4 separate regions of the Zea mays genome follow, and all the other regions are linked to region 2. The links are chromatin contacts, called in public Hi-C maps. All regions are on one chromosome and are shown on one strand. The core of a region is the stretch at or near the end of the contact, and the rest is flanking DNA. Distances in the headings are between cores, read along the strand shown.

Evidence for each region. Hi-C and Micro-C count contacts between places; a contact is called where the count stands out from the background.
Region 1: a contact with region 2 is called in a Hi-C map of tassel, with 6 times the contacts expected there. The contact joins the promoter of LOC100283609 here to the promoter of LOC103644592 in region 2. A contact is called at or near these places in 4 of 25 Hi-C or Micro-C datasets (bundle sheath, ear, leaf and 1 more).
Region 3: a contact with region 2 is called in a Hi-C map of leaf, with 5 times the contacts expected there. The contact joins the promoter of LOC103644591 here to the promoter of LOC103644592 in region 2. A contact is called at or near these places in 5 of 25 Hi-C or Micro-C datasets (ear, leaf and tassel).
Region 4: a contact with region 2 is called in a Hi-C map of bundle sheath, with 2.8 times the contacts expected there. The contact joins the promoter of LOC100273620 here to the promoter of LOC103644592 in region 2. A contact is called at or near these places in 3 of 25 Hi-C or Micro-C datasets (bundle sheath, endosperm and leaf).

What each region holds. Positions count from the first base shown.
Region 1 is chr1:44,792,467-44,795,659 of Zm-B73-REFERENCE-NAM-5.0, reverse strand. LOC100283609 (rhodanese-like family protein) reads left to right here and starts at 1,939. Exons shown (of 2, transcript NM_001156510.2): 1 at 1,939-2,439; 2 at 2,548-3,086. The coding sequence starts at 1,994. The coding sequence ends at 2,740. It overlaps LOC100191466, which reads left to right. Exons shown (of 8, transcript NM_001136899.1): 7 at 410-562; 8 at 659-1,241. The coding sequence ends at 799.
Region 2 is chr1:44,596,083-44,599,140 of Zm-B73-REFERENCE-NAM-5.0, reverse strand. LOC103644592 (omega-3 fatty acid desaturase, chloroplastic) reads right to left here and starts at 1,544. Exons shown (of 8, transcript NM_001428412.1): 1 at 904-1,544; 2 at 720-809; 3 at 560-626; 4 at 369-461; 5 at 67-252. The coding sequence starts at 1,403.
Region 3 is chr1:44,356,657-44,359,538 of Zm-B73-REFERENCE-NAM-5.0, reverse strand. It overlaps LOC103644591 (glucuronoxylan 4-O-methyltransferase 1), which reads left to right and starts at 1,454. Exons shown (of 1, transcript XM_008667775.4): 1 at 1,454-2,882. The coding sequence starts at 1,921. The coding sequence ends at 2,544.
Region 4 is chr1:44,728,214-44,731,195 of Zm-B73-REFERENCE-NAM-5.0, reverse strand. It overlaps LOC100273620 (jasmonate-regulated gene 21), which reads right to left and starts at 1,310. Exons shown (of 3, transcript NM_001148036.1): 1 at 940-1,310; 2 at 455-791. The coding sequence starts at 1,253.

The sequences.
Region 1 (3,193 bases), core at 690-3,189, 200 kb before region 2:
TTTCATGTAGGGTTTGGATCAATATTCGCTTTACCACATTTGTTCTGTAATCTTGTTTCTAATCAAGTTTTATTTTACCACTAAGATCATATCTTGGTTGCTAAGTTGACGCACATTCTTTCTTTTTAGCAAACCATTGTGGCCATGTTCGGTTGCAAGAGGACTGGAGGGGATTGAAGGAGATTAAATCCCCTTCTATTTAATTTTGACTAGGAAGAGATTTAATCCTCTCCAATCTCTTCAATCCCTACGTAACCGAACAAGTTCTGAAAGGAACCTGATTAATTAGTTTAGAACTGTAACATAAGCAGAATGCCAGAATTAGTTGTGTTATATCTTCCCTGCACTTAAGCATGTGTAGAAGCTGCCTAATGTCATGAATATCCTATATGTCCATTTTTTCCTCCAGGGATATGGAAGAGCACTTTGGTTAATGCATGGTTTTTATAAAGCCAATGGCGGTTGCGGTTACGTGAAAAAACCAGATTTCTTGATGCAAACTTGTCCAGATGGAAAGGTGTTTGATTCGAAGGCAGATTTGCCGGTGAAGGCAACATTGAAGGTAGATGGTGTGTTTCTTCCTCTCTCTCTCTCTCTTTTTTTTTAAAAAAAATTTCTTTGGGTTTCAGAAATGGGTTGATTCGGTAGCGGTTTGCAGGTCAAGGTGTACATGGGGGAAGGTTGGCAAAAGGACTTCAAGCAGACACATTTCGACTCATACTCACCTCCAGATTTTTATGTAAAGGTCTGTTCACTCGTTGAGCCCGTGCCAACGTTTAGAAGTCAGCGATGCCTATAGATCGTCCGAAGCAGTCACGCCAGGACTGGAACATGAGGGCGCATCGCTAATTTGGTTCGGTTCGCCAACAGGTTGGCATCGCCGGAGTTCCATTAGACTCGGTGATGAGAAAGACGAAAGCCGTGGAGGACAGCTGGGTGCCGGTGTGGGAGGAAGAGTTCGCCTTCCCGCTGACCGTACCTGAGATCGCGGTACTCCGCGTGGAGGTGCACGAGCAGGACGTGAACGAAGACGACTTCGGCGGGCAGACGGCGCTGCCTGTGGCGGAGCTGCGGCCAGGGATCCGCGCCGTGCCGCTGTTCGACCACAAGGGGCTCAAGTTCAAGAGCGTCAAGGTCCTCATGAGCTTCGAGTTCGCGTAGCGTCCCGCAGCGTAAAGCGATTATGCTGTCATGTGCGTCGATCGATGTTTGTTTGCAATAAGAATCGACTTTTTTTCCTCTGTTATTAGGAGTCCCATGCCGGGTTTTTTTTGTACAGATGCATTTCCGCTAACTATGTACAAACGGGTCACCTGACACGAACCCAGCCAAAGCACGGTCCATTTGCATCAGGGCAGCCACGACACGACGTGCCACTAGACCGTGCGGAGCTGGGTTCCGTACCTGTCTAACGGTCCAGACATGGCTTGCTGGGTCGTTTTCCGTGGCGATTTAGCCTAATGAGCATGGGCTTTTTGGCGGGCCGGACCGATTCAAAGCCCACGAAGAACGAGAGATGGCCCGTGATGGAGCTTAGGGGTCGAGCACGGGGCTGCGGAGCTGTCGGTGTCGGAGGCCGTGCAGAGGAGTTCTAGCGATACCAGCGTCCTCTCGGCTGTGGCCCCCACTAGCTAGGACGCAAATCAACGAGCGGAGATCTCGTCGAGCCCCGCCTCATCTATTAAGACGGATCGTACGGCCATGAGATGCAGATAGGGGTGGTAATGGATCGTGATCCAAATAGTTCTTCACAAAATGTCAAGGCCCTAAATAAATTATAGTTCAAAAATGACTAGAAATAAAGCCCGATCCTAACCCGCTTCGATCCTTAAATCTTATAGTGCAAAAAGTATAGCCCATTGTCAGCCCTAGATGCAGTGTGCAGTGTACCGACGGTGCGGATTGGACCTGAAATATCATCCAGATAAGAGTGACATGGAAACGAACGCGACTGAGCGAGGCCTCAATTGACAAGCAGCAAGTGGAAGTGGGCATGGCTATGGGTGCTGCGGCGGCCGCATCCACCTGCACCAGGCCCGCGTCCCCTGGCCTGGCCCGACGTCGCGTCAGGGCGCAGGCGACGTCGTCGTGGGCCGGAGGCGCCGAGGCGCTGGTGCGGTCGGGCGCGGTGAGGGCCGTGCGGCCGAGGGACGCTGCGGAGGCGCTGGGCGGCGAGGGGTTCCGCCTGCTGGACGTCCGGCCGGAGTGGGAGCGCGCCCGCGCCAGCGTGCGGGGCTCGGTGCACGTGCCGCTGTTCGTGGGGGACGACGACATGGGCCCCGTGACGCTGCTGAAGAAGTGGGTCCACTTGGGCTACATCGGGCTCTGGACCGGCCAGGCCTTCACCAAGATGAACGAGCGCTTCGTCGACGACGTCGCCGCCGCCGTCGACGGCAGCAAGGACGCCAAGCTTCTCGTCGCTTGTGGCGAAGGCCTCAGGTAAAATGACAAGACTACGCATTAATTCTTCACAAGCTAGGTCGTGCGTGCAACAAGTTACAAGTTACTACTCATTTCGTTCGTGGTGTTCAAATTTCAACTCACAAGGTCGTTGATCGCGGTGAGGATGCTGCACGACGACGGGTACAGGAACCTGGCGTGGCTCGCCGGCGGGTTCAGCAAGTGCGCGGACGGCGATTTCGCAGATGTGGAGGGGGAGAGCAAGCTGCAGTACGCCACCATCGGGGGCGCGTCCTACATCTTCCTCCAGATCCTGCTGTTTCTGGGAGTGGTGAAATGATCCGTTCGATCGATGTTGTTATGACTTCCTCGGCCGTTCGATCTGGTCTGTTTTGCTTTTTGCTAGTACTACCGTTGTCAGATGTTGTACTGCATTGCATATGCGAACAGCATGTCGGTGGCAGTGGTAGAGCTACTGAGCTAGGCGCGCACACATTTGACATTCCTATCTCGTCCCTCTCGTGTTCAGGACCCTTAATGTACATGTTCAGGACCCTTAAGGCAATCGGCTCTTAATTTGATTTGCGGCCCCTAATGTACATGTTCAGGACCGGTCGTAGGCCCCTAACGTGCATGCACGGCTGAGAAGTGAGAAACAAAAAGAAATGAGCATTGCAAGTTGTGTTTTTATACCATGGAAAGGCACTGCAGGTTACAGAGGTTGAACCTTTATATATATTTTTATTGAAACTACCTAGATTGGATCCGAATTCCTCGAATTCCTGAGGGGATT
Region 2 (3,058 bases), core at 295-2,794:
GACACCACACATTCAGATTATCTTTTTGCAGAAGTTGGGACTGAAGAGAAGGAATGTGGCTCTTACAAAGTATGGGACTCCGTAGAGCTTTAGCATCGTAACAGGACCCATCAGAAAGGTGAGACCAGCCAGAACACCAACCATGGCCAGCCAGGATGCCGTTGATGTTATGATGTCCTTCTTTTCATTAGGTTGGAACAAATCACTGCTTGGGTTGAAGTGTGATCCTGACTTCCCTGGACTCCTTGCGAACTACATAGCACACATGAACCCGCAGAGCAGGAATTTAGCACGACCACAACACTATGAAACAAAAACGTCTGTTCGCCTAATTCAGGCGTCATCGATAGACATGTTCTTAGCCTCACCAAGTATAACGGGAATGCGAGCAAGGGGAACGGCATGGTGAACCGCAATTTCCTAGTCATAAAGTCCAGGCTTTTGTACAGCCTCTCTGGTAGCTGCACAATCCGAGAAACCATCAAGCACCATTCATGGACATGCACCATCAGCGTAACTTGTGAAGCTCCAACAAAGGAGAGAGCGACAGGAAACGAACCGGGTGCCAGGACTCGTCCTTCTCAACGTGGCCGTGGTTTTGATGGTGCGTCCTGTGGCTAATCCTCCTGAAAATGGCATTCAAAGGCAGGTGGTTCCATGACATCAACGATAATCCTCGACAGAAACTAACAAGCATGAGAAACATGGGGTAATCCTACCATCCGTGGTAGGGGACAAGAATGGAGGAATGGAGTATGTGGCCGACCACGCTGTTCAGCTTGGGGTTGTTCGAGAAGCTCCCGTGTCCACTGCAAACAGCAGACATGCGGCACAAGTCAAAGACCAGAGTCCAAAGCTTCCATGAAAAACAACAACAGGGCAATCCAGAACATTGGTGCGTACCAGTCGTGGCCGAGGACGAAGAGCGCCCAGAACATGGTGCCCTGCGCGGCCCAGTAGAGCGGCCAGACGAGCCAGCTGTCGAGGCGCGCGGCGGCCGCGGCGAGCCCCAGGACGACGACGACGTCGCGCAGCACGTAGGCCATGGAGCGCCAGGGGTCCTTGACCCAGCAGTGCTTGGGGATGGCCGCGCGGATCTCCGCCAGCCCGAACGGCGGCGGCGCCCCCGGGTCGAACTCCCCGCCCGCGGCGCCGCTGGCCGCCACGTGCTCGTCGCCCTCCCCAAGGGGGGAGCTCCTCTTGTCCTCCTCGACGGCGGAGGTGAGGCGGGTGGCCGCGGAGACGCGGAGCGCCCAGTCGCGGTGGATGGCCGCGGGCGCGGGGCGGCCCGGCGCCGCCGCTGCGGAGAGCGCGGGGGGCGACGGCGCCGCAATGGCGCCCCGGCCGGCGCGCAGGCGCAGCGGCGCGAGGCCGCAGCACTCGGAGAGCACGAGCCGCGCCATTGCCGGCAGCGGGGCGGGGCGGGGCTACGGGTGGATGGCCCTGGATTGGCTCCTAGTCTAGAGTCCACACACCGTCGCCGCCGCCGCCGTTGGTTGGCACGGGATCTTCTGCGTTCGGGGGGATGGGATGGGGTTTGGGTGTACGGTGGTGGCCGGGCTTGCCAGGACAGGCTAATCCAAGAATATACATTTTATACCGCGGCGCGCGAGCCGGAGTGGCGATGGGGGGCGGGACCGGGAGGGACGCGGTGCGGTGGACTCGGACCTGGACCAGCACTGTGGTGGAATGCTGGAATGTGGGTGGGTCCCATCGGTCGGACGCGAGTCGAGGAGGAGGAGCAGCTGATGCACGTGTGAATCGTTGCGGGTCTGGACGGAGCTTCGACGCCGGCGGCCCTGCCTGCTTTTTAATTCGTGTTGACTCCTTTTGCCTTTGCTTGGTCCTATAACTAGTCTGGCTGGTCTAAAAAGTTCTTGTCGTGTAAAACTACAACTCCTGTGCGAAACTGCACAATGTATCAGATGCGTATTCCATTCCTCTCCACTATCTGACGCATAACAGACTAACCTGATTTGCCTCGATACTTCGTTACGGACTTAACGCCCCTGCCCTGTCCTGTCTTTGACAGAGGCAGTCAGATGTCCTGTTAACCACAGCCAAATCTGACGAACGAGTCACATGGTTTAGCTATCCTCCTGTGTTTAACGAGCCTCCCTCTGTTCGGTAATCTGTAAAGGACTTATTTGACCATGTTATGTTCGTGTTCTCACATGCGCGATCCTCATGGAGCGAGTCCATACCAGCTCGCTGACATTGAGGCGTCGGAGCAAGAACAGTGTACACGCCAGCCTGACGCCTCCCTCGCGGAGAAAAGTCAGTGGTCAATTGGTCGTCGCGCCCAAGCCCCCAATGCACAACAAAAGTATAGTAAAAGAATGCGCATAGATTTTATGTCGAAATGAGGAGGGATGGAGAGTAATCTGTAAGTTTATAGTCAACTGAAGCACAAGTCATAATGGTCAAGTTGTCATACCAGCCAACAACTGTGTGTGTGGGAGTTAATAGCTAGGTTACAAATATACGTATGTAGGAGTTATTAGCCATGATCTCACAATATTATATTAGAATCCACCAGATGTGTTATGTTTAATTTCGTACATGTTTACTTTTATATTTATATATTGTAGATAAATGGTATGAAATCTATTCTCTGTATCTACCAAAAGTTACATGAGCCTTCTTAGACTCAGAGCCTCCAAATAGAAGAGCAAAAACAACCACAAAAGAGAGCTTAACGACTAAAACAAGATATAAACACTAAGCTTCAGAACTTCTTTATTATCCTTACTTTCAAATTGTTCTGATATTGAGTAGAAGCAACCCTCCACCTCGCATGTTTTCAAGTTGCTACATTTATGATTTATCTAGTGAAGATAGCACGTGTCTTATGCGCAACACTCCCTCATCTCAGCGCTCCCACGCTTGATCCGGCCGTCACCTACTCACCTGGCTGGCTGGCTATATATATACAAGAAGAGAATACCATTTCAATTTTGATCTGTCTCTCGTGTCAAACTAAGGTAGTATTTGGTTCTATAGCCAGTTAGGATAGAGCAGCTCCGTTCGAGATTTTGAAAAACTGAATAGTTTAGCA
Region 3 (2,882 bases), core at 205-2,704, 240 kb after region 2:
TTTGAACTAAAATATGATATATTAAGTGTATAACCCAACTTTGACAAGATACCCATTGCAAAATGAGTGAAGTTTCAAGGACATAGTTTAATTCAAGCCACTATGAAAAAGTATATGATAAGTTCACCCTACATCGAGATGATCGTGGCAGTAATTGTTGCCTTGAAGGAAGTTTTCAAAACTCATCTCTGCCACTATGGGACCTCTCATGTTTTTATATGGTCCATCTTGCCATCCTTTAGTAATTAATGACAAGGGGAAAGAAGTTTATATACATAGCTAGTATAATGGGGAGAAGTTTTTAGCATGAGATAAAATTATAAAGGGGATAAAATGGGAAGAAAATTGATATACAATGAATGATAGATTATACAAAAGCTTATAAAAGCGAAGGCAATGTTATACAAAGGGAGGGATAGTCAATTACAAAGGGAAAACACACAAATAGAGGCAGCAAACTCATGAACTTGTTTGTTGCATTAGAAATATGTATTTCCATATGATTGCTTATATTTGCAGTGATTTTATCAATTAGCATCTTACTTGTTGTTAATTGGTATGTATGTTAATACGTGCTATATTTCTTGCCTATGTGATGAATGTTTGATTAATTATTTTATAAGCTAGAATGTATAAGCAAAGCAATAGCTAGAATTAAGATTGCTTATTTTTCAATAGGTATCTAGAAACCTCTCTCCAAATTGTGATCTCACAAAAGTATGACTACCTATACTTGATGCTGAGGATAAATGTGGTTTAAGTGGTACTTCAAGTGGTATACATGCTTCAAAAGTTTACTCAATACACCTTAGATCAATTGGTAGTCTTCTTTCTTCCACAAATTTTAATCTAAAATATGGCTGATTAAAACTTAAAATGCTAAACACATAGCTAATACTACCAAAATTGTATATATTAATGAGTGGTGATAAATGTTTAGACAAGCTACTCAAATCCAAACCAAGTTAGTAACCCAAGGCATGTACACCTAGAGACTCCTGATCGTTTTTCTATGCACAAGAGACACCTAATAAATTGCATCATACAATGGGATGTCTTTAAAATGATCACATCATAAATACTGACAAGAAACATTATAAATGGATAGTCGTGTAGAGACAGACTATTCGCGAAGAGCCCATCTCTTGTATTTTTTACATTTAACCACCTAGGATATGTTTGGTTGCCTAGTCCAGCCTAAGCCTGGCTCAGTGAGAGGACCAGACTCAAGGGAGCCGCATGTAATGAGCTAACCTAAAATGTTTGGTTGCCTGGTCAAAATAAATCTGGCCCATATGACACATTGTTTGGTTCTCATTTTTTCAGCTTGGCCCAATTGGGTTACCGCCAATTTTGATGTGTTGGATGCAGTTCCCGCCAAATTTCAAAATTTTAAGCGTTATTAAACAAATTACAACAGGTTTGAACTAAAAATATGATTTTGACCCATAAATTGAACTAATTACAATCATCTAAATATGATTTACACCCATAGATTACAATAGATTTTGAAAAATACCCCGTCAGGTCTCTGTACAGTAGGAGCAACTTACAGATACAGATACAGTAGGAGCAACTTACCAGTACAGAAAAATTACAATAGATCCTTTGTAATCCTTTGTAATACCCCGTCAGATACAGATACAGTAGGAGCAACTTACCAGTACAGAAAAATGACCATGAACATTGTAAGCAGATCCTTCTGATGAATTACAACAGATTTGAACTAAAAATATGATTTTGAAACAGATCCTTCTGATGGATTACAGTAGTTGTGTTCTAGCTAGGTCAAAAGACCAGTCCGAGGAGAGGGCATGCACTTGGGTCATGCATGGTAAAACTTTCAGCATCAGTTGTAAGAATTAATTAGTAAAGATTAATTGCAACGTAATACGTAGCATAGGCGGCGGCGACGTACCCATGAGGCTGACCATTTCGAAGTTGTTGAGGCCCTTCCGTGCGAATAGGTCGATAGCGGTGGGGATGTCGACGCTGGGGCCCGAAAGAATGCTCGCCATTGACGCTTGGGACACCATGTCGTCCCTCCTCCAGCAGGGCAAGGCTGGCGTGGCGCTGCGCCTGCTCCTCGCCGCCGCGCTCGCCGGCTTCCTCCTCGTCTTCGCCACGCGCACCCTGGTCACGTCGCCTGTCTCGGCATCGCCCTCGTGCTCGTCGGAGCCGCTGCCGCGGCCCGTGGCGGAGGCGCTGGTGCACTACGCCACGTCCAACACGACACCGCAGCAGACGTCTGAGGAGATCGGGGTGGCGCTGCGCGTGCTACAGCGTCACGCGCCCTGCAACTTCATGGTGTTCGGGCTGGGCCTCGACAGCCCCATGTGGGCGGCGCTGAACCACGGGGGGCGGACCGTGTTCCTGGAGGAGGACGCGGCGTGGATCGGCAGCTTGCGGGGCAGGCACCCGGCGCTGGAGTCCCACCACGTGGCCTACGACACGGCGCTGGCCGACGCCGACGCGCTGCTGGGGCTCCGCGCCCACCCGGCCTGCATCGCGCAGCCCGACCGGAGAGGCGAGAGAGGCGAGTGAACCCTAGAGAGAGGCGAGAGCCGCCGCGGCAGCTGCGAGTGAACTCGAAAGGCGAGTGAACCCTAGCGCAGTGGGCGAGCACGGGTCAAGTTGATGCGCGAAGGAAGTTACCTGTGTTTCAATTGGGCCTAGCCACGAAGTCAGATGTGGCTCGCCTCAGCCAGGCCCCCAAGCTGGGCCAGGATACCAAACATGGTGTGCTTGTTTCAAATGGACCTGGCCGTGCGCTGGGCCAGGCAACCAAACATATCCCTAGAGACCTCTTAAGAGACAAGATATTAAATAGAGTTGTACATGCCCTTAGACTTACATGAAACAATGATATTCCTATCGTTTTC
Region 4 (2,982 bases), core at 61-2,560, 130 kb before region 2:
GGTGGGTAAGGACATGTGTTGGATGGCTTATGTCCAAACAAAAATGGTCCAACATATGTACATATCGGTCCATGCTTTTGTCGCAAATCTTGAGTCCTGACATATGATCAATCAGATCCGGGGACGCTCTGCCTCAGTTTTGAAGCGCTTCTTTTCTTGATGCCGCCGTGCTGGTCCTGGGAACACGTGTCGCCGTCTTTACGTTCGTCATATAGTGTGTTTCTTTTGGTTGTTTAGTTTTTTTTAATTTCTGGATATCTTTGCGGCTTAATAAGATTGGTGCACATGCGATGCGACGTCGTTATTACACTAGCCAATCGTCTCTCTCTATTATGAAATATAATAACCGCTATTCAGTCTATTATTTTCTTTTTGCCCCAAGAGACATGATTTTTTCTTTTACGTATATACCACGTGCACATATGTAAGACCGACCATTATGATTATTGCGTACCTGGATCTGGTCGCCGACGTTGACGATGAAGGCGTCGGGGACGGGTTCGACGACGATCCACTGGCCGTCGGGGCTCCTTACCTGCAGGCCCTTGACGTGGTCGTCCACCAGCAGCATGGTCATGCCGCCGGGGTCGGAGTGCCCCGCTACGCCCAGCGTCAGCTCTGGCTGCGGGCACTGCGGGTAGAAGTTGACCCGCAAGCACGCCCCTTCGCCGCCCTCTCCGCCGAACGCCGCCTGCAGTCTCCCGGCTTCCAGCCCCAGCCCGCTGGAGAGCAGCCGCATCACCCTCCGGCACAGCTGCAACACTTCCTCGCCGTACTCCTCCGTTGCCCCCCTGCAACGACGACCATGCACGTCCCGTGCAAGCATGCATGCATAATGAGATCAACGAACTAGGGCCCGAACGGAACGGTGCTAGCTTGGTCGACGATACAAGTATAGAGCGCAAGCATGCAGTGCAGTGTCTGTTTTTTTTTTTTTACCGTAGGGAGGAAGGCAGGGAAGGCCACTTCTCGTGGCTCTTGAGGGAAGCCGGCAGCAGATGGAGGAAGTAGTAGTCGCCCCAGTCCAGCGGGCCGCCCTTGGCGGTGCCGAGGCGGCTGCCGTAGCCCTCGTACGTCGCCGGCGAGTTCGCGTAACGCTCGCGCACCTCCGCGGGCTGCCGGAAGAAGCCACGCCACGCCGCGCGCGCGCCGCGCAGCAGCTCCGGGCGGACGCCGTGGTTCACTGCCTGGAAAAAGCCCCACTCCCGGCACGCCGCCGCCACGGCGCTGGATGTCGCGTCCACGTCTAGCATTGACAGGTCTACGACTGGGATATTCGGGCCGCTGCCATCGGAGGCCGGTGAGAGCCGGGGCCGCTCCGACAGGGGCTTCACATACCGCTCGGGGATCGTGTCGCCGCACGTGTCAGACACAGCCTGGACGCGCACCACGGGCTCCGGCCAGCCGGCGCCGCCGTTGAAGCAGCTTATTGCCATCGGCCGGGGAGCTGCTGGCTTAAGACAAAACCGCCCTGTATATTGTGTGCACAACTTACACTTGCACACTCATGGCATATATTTGTTGATATATAGCGGTCGCAATTGTACACGTGATGGTCCAGAGAGCTGAGATGTCTAGTAATAATAATACCGTATTTTACCCCCTTTTATAAATCAAAGGATAAGGGAGAGACATTGTGGCTTTGCGATCATCATTGGAGTGTTGAATATAAAACTTCAACTAGCTAGCTAGTGGCCTTGAAAGCAACATGCATGGCTAGGGAAAATAAAGCACGTGCTCAAAGAATAAATAGTAGTACAATATATATAAAAAGGTTAGCTCTGTCTGTGTAATGTAATCATTCTTGGATTTTGTGGTCACGGAGGTATACCACCACACACAGCACTCCTGTTGCAATTTGTGCACTTCATCTGATCATCACCAATTGCGGCCACAGTAGGATTTTTTGTTAGTCAAATATGTTTTGTTTGGCAATCGGTTTTTCAAATTTCACATGGACAGGTAACCTAGCTTCTTTTCATTCCTAAGCTTGAGCTACATATCTATGCGCCTGTTTGGTATATTTTTTCTAAACAACTTTTTTTTTGAGAATCTGAATTTCTGAATAATCTAGGTGTCACGAGAATCTAAATTCGCGAGCCTTGTATGCAGAGTTGTTAAGATTTATGGGTTAGGCCCAACTTGAGAAAATCAAATAAATCACAGGAAAATCTCAAAAGCCCATATAAGTATGGCTAGGGAATAGATGGAACTAATAGCACCATATTGCTAGTTCTAGTAGAGTAGAGCTAGCTTAAATATGGAAGCCACACTCACTCACCAAGTCATGGATGAGAGGAGAGAGTGTGGAGAGCCACACACGTGTGCGCGCTCGCTCGCCTGGCCGGCCCAGGGCGGGGGCAAAGGGCGCACGACATGCGCGTGAATGGTCCGCCGAAATCATGGTCCGCTGAAATCCGGCCCCTCGCCTTGCGGGGGCGCAGTTTCCTTTTGCCGTTTGAATTTTTGGTTACTTGGCTGTTAAGTTTAGAATCCTAACCGATCGCTATAAAATCTAAACTGAACGCGAGATTTTCGCGGGCGGATAAGATCAAAGGTAGCTATCTGGTTGCGGATTCGGCACTATAAATAGCGCCTGACAGCCAGCATCCAATTCATCCCAGTTTCGCTTTCGTCTCTCTTCATATCTGAGCCGCCTTCCAGTTCCCTTCATCCCGACCGCAGACGTGCATCTGCGATCAGGAGAGCAGGTCTCCGGAACCCTTCGTCTTCTAGATCCTGCACCGGGAGAGGGCGAATAAGGTTTTTGGGAAGCGTCTTCATGCGACTGCTCGTGATCTTCTGACGTCGTCGACCCTGCTGATTCCGGCGCGCGCCATCTATCAGTATGTCTAATTAGTACGCATCATCTGATTTGACTTTTTACTTCAGTTCTTCTGATTTGGTCATGATTTATATTCAGAATTTAATCCGGAATTTGTCTAATTATTCAACAAGAGTAAGGTGAAAGATCCGTAGGGT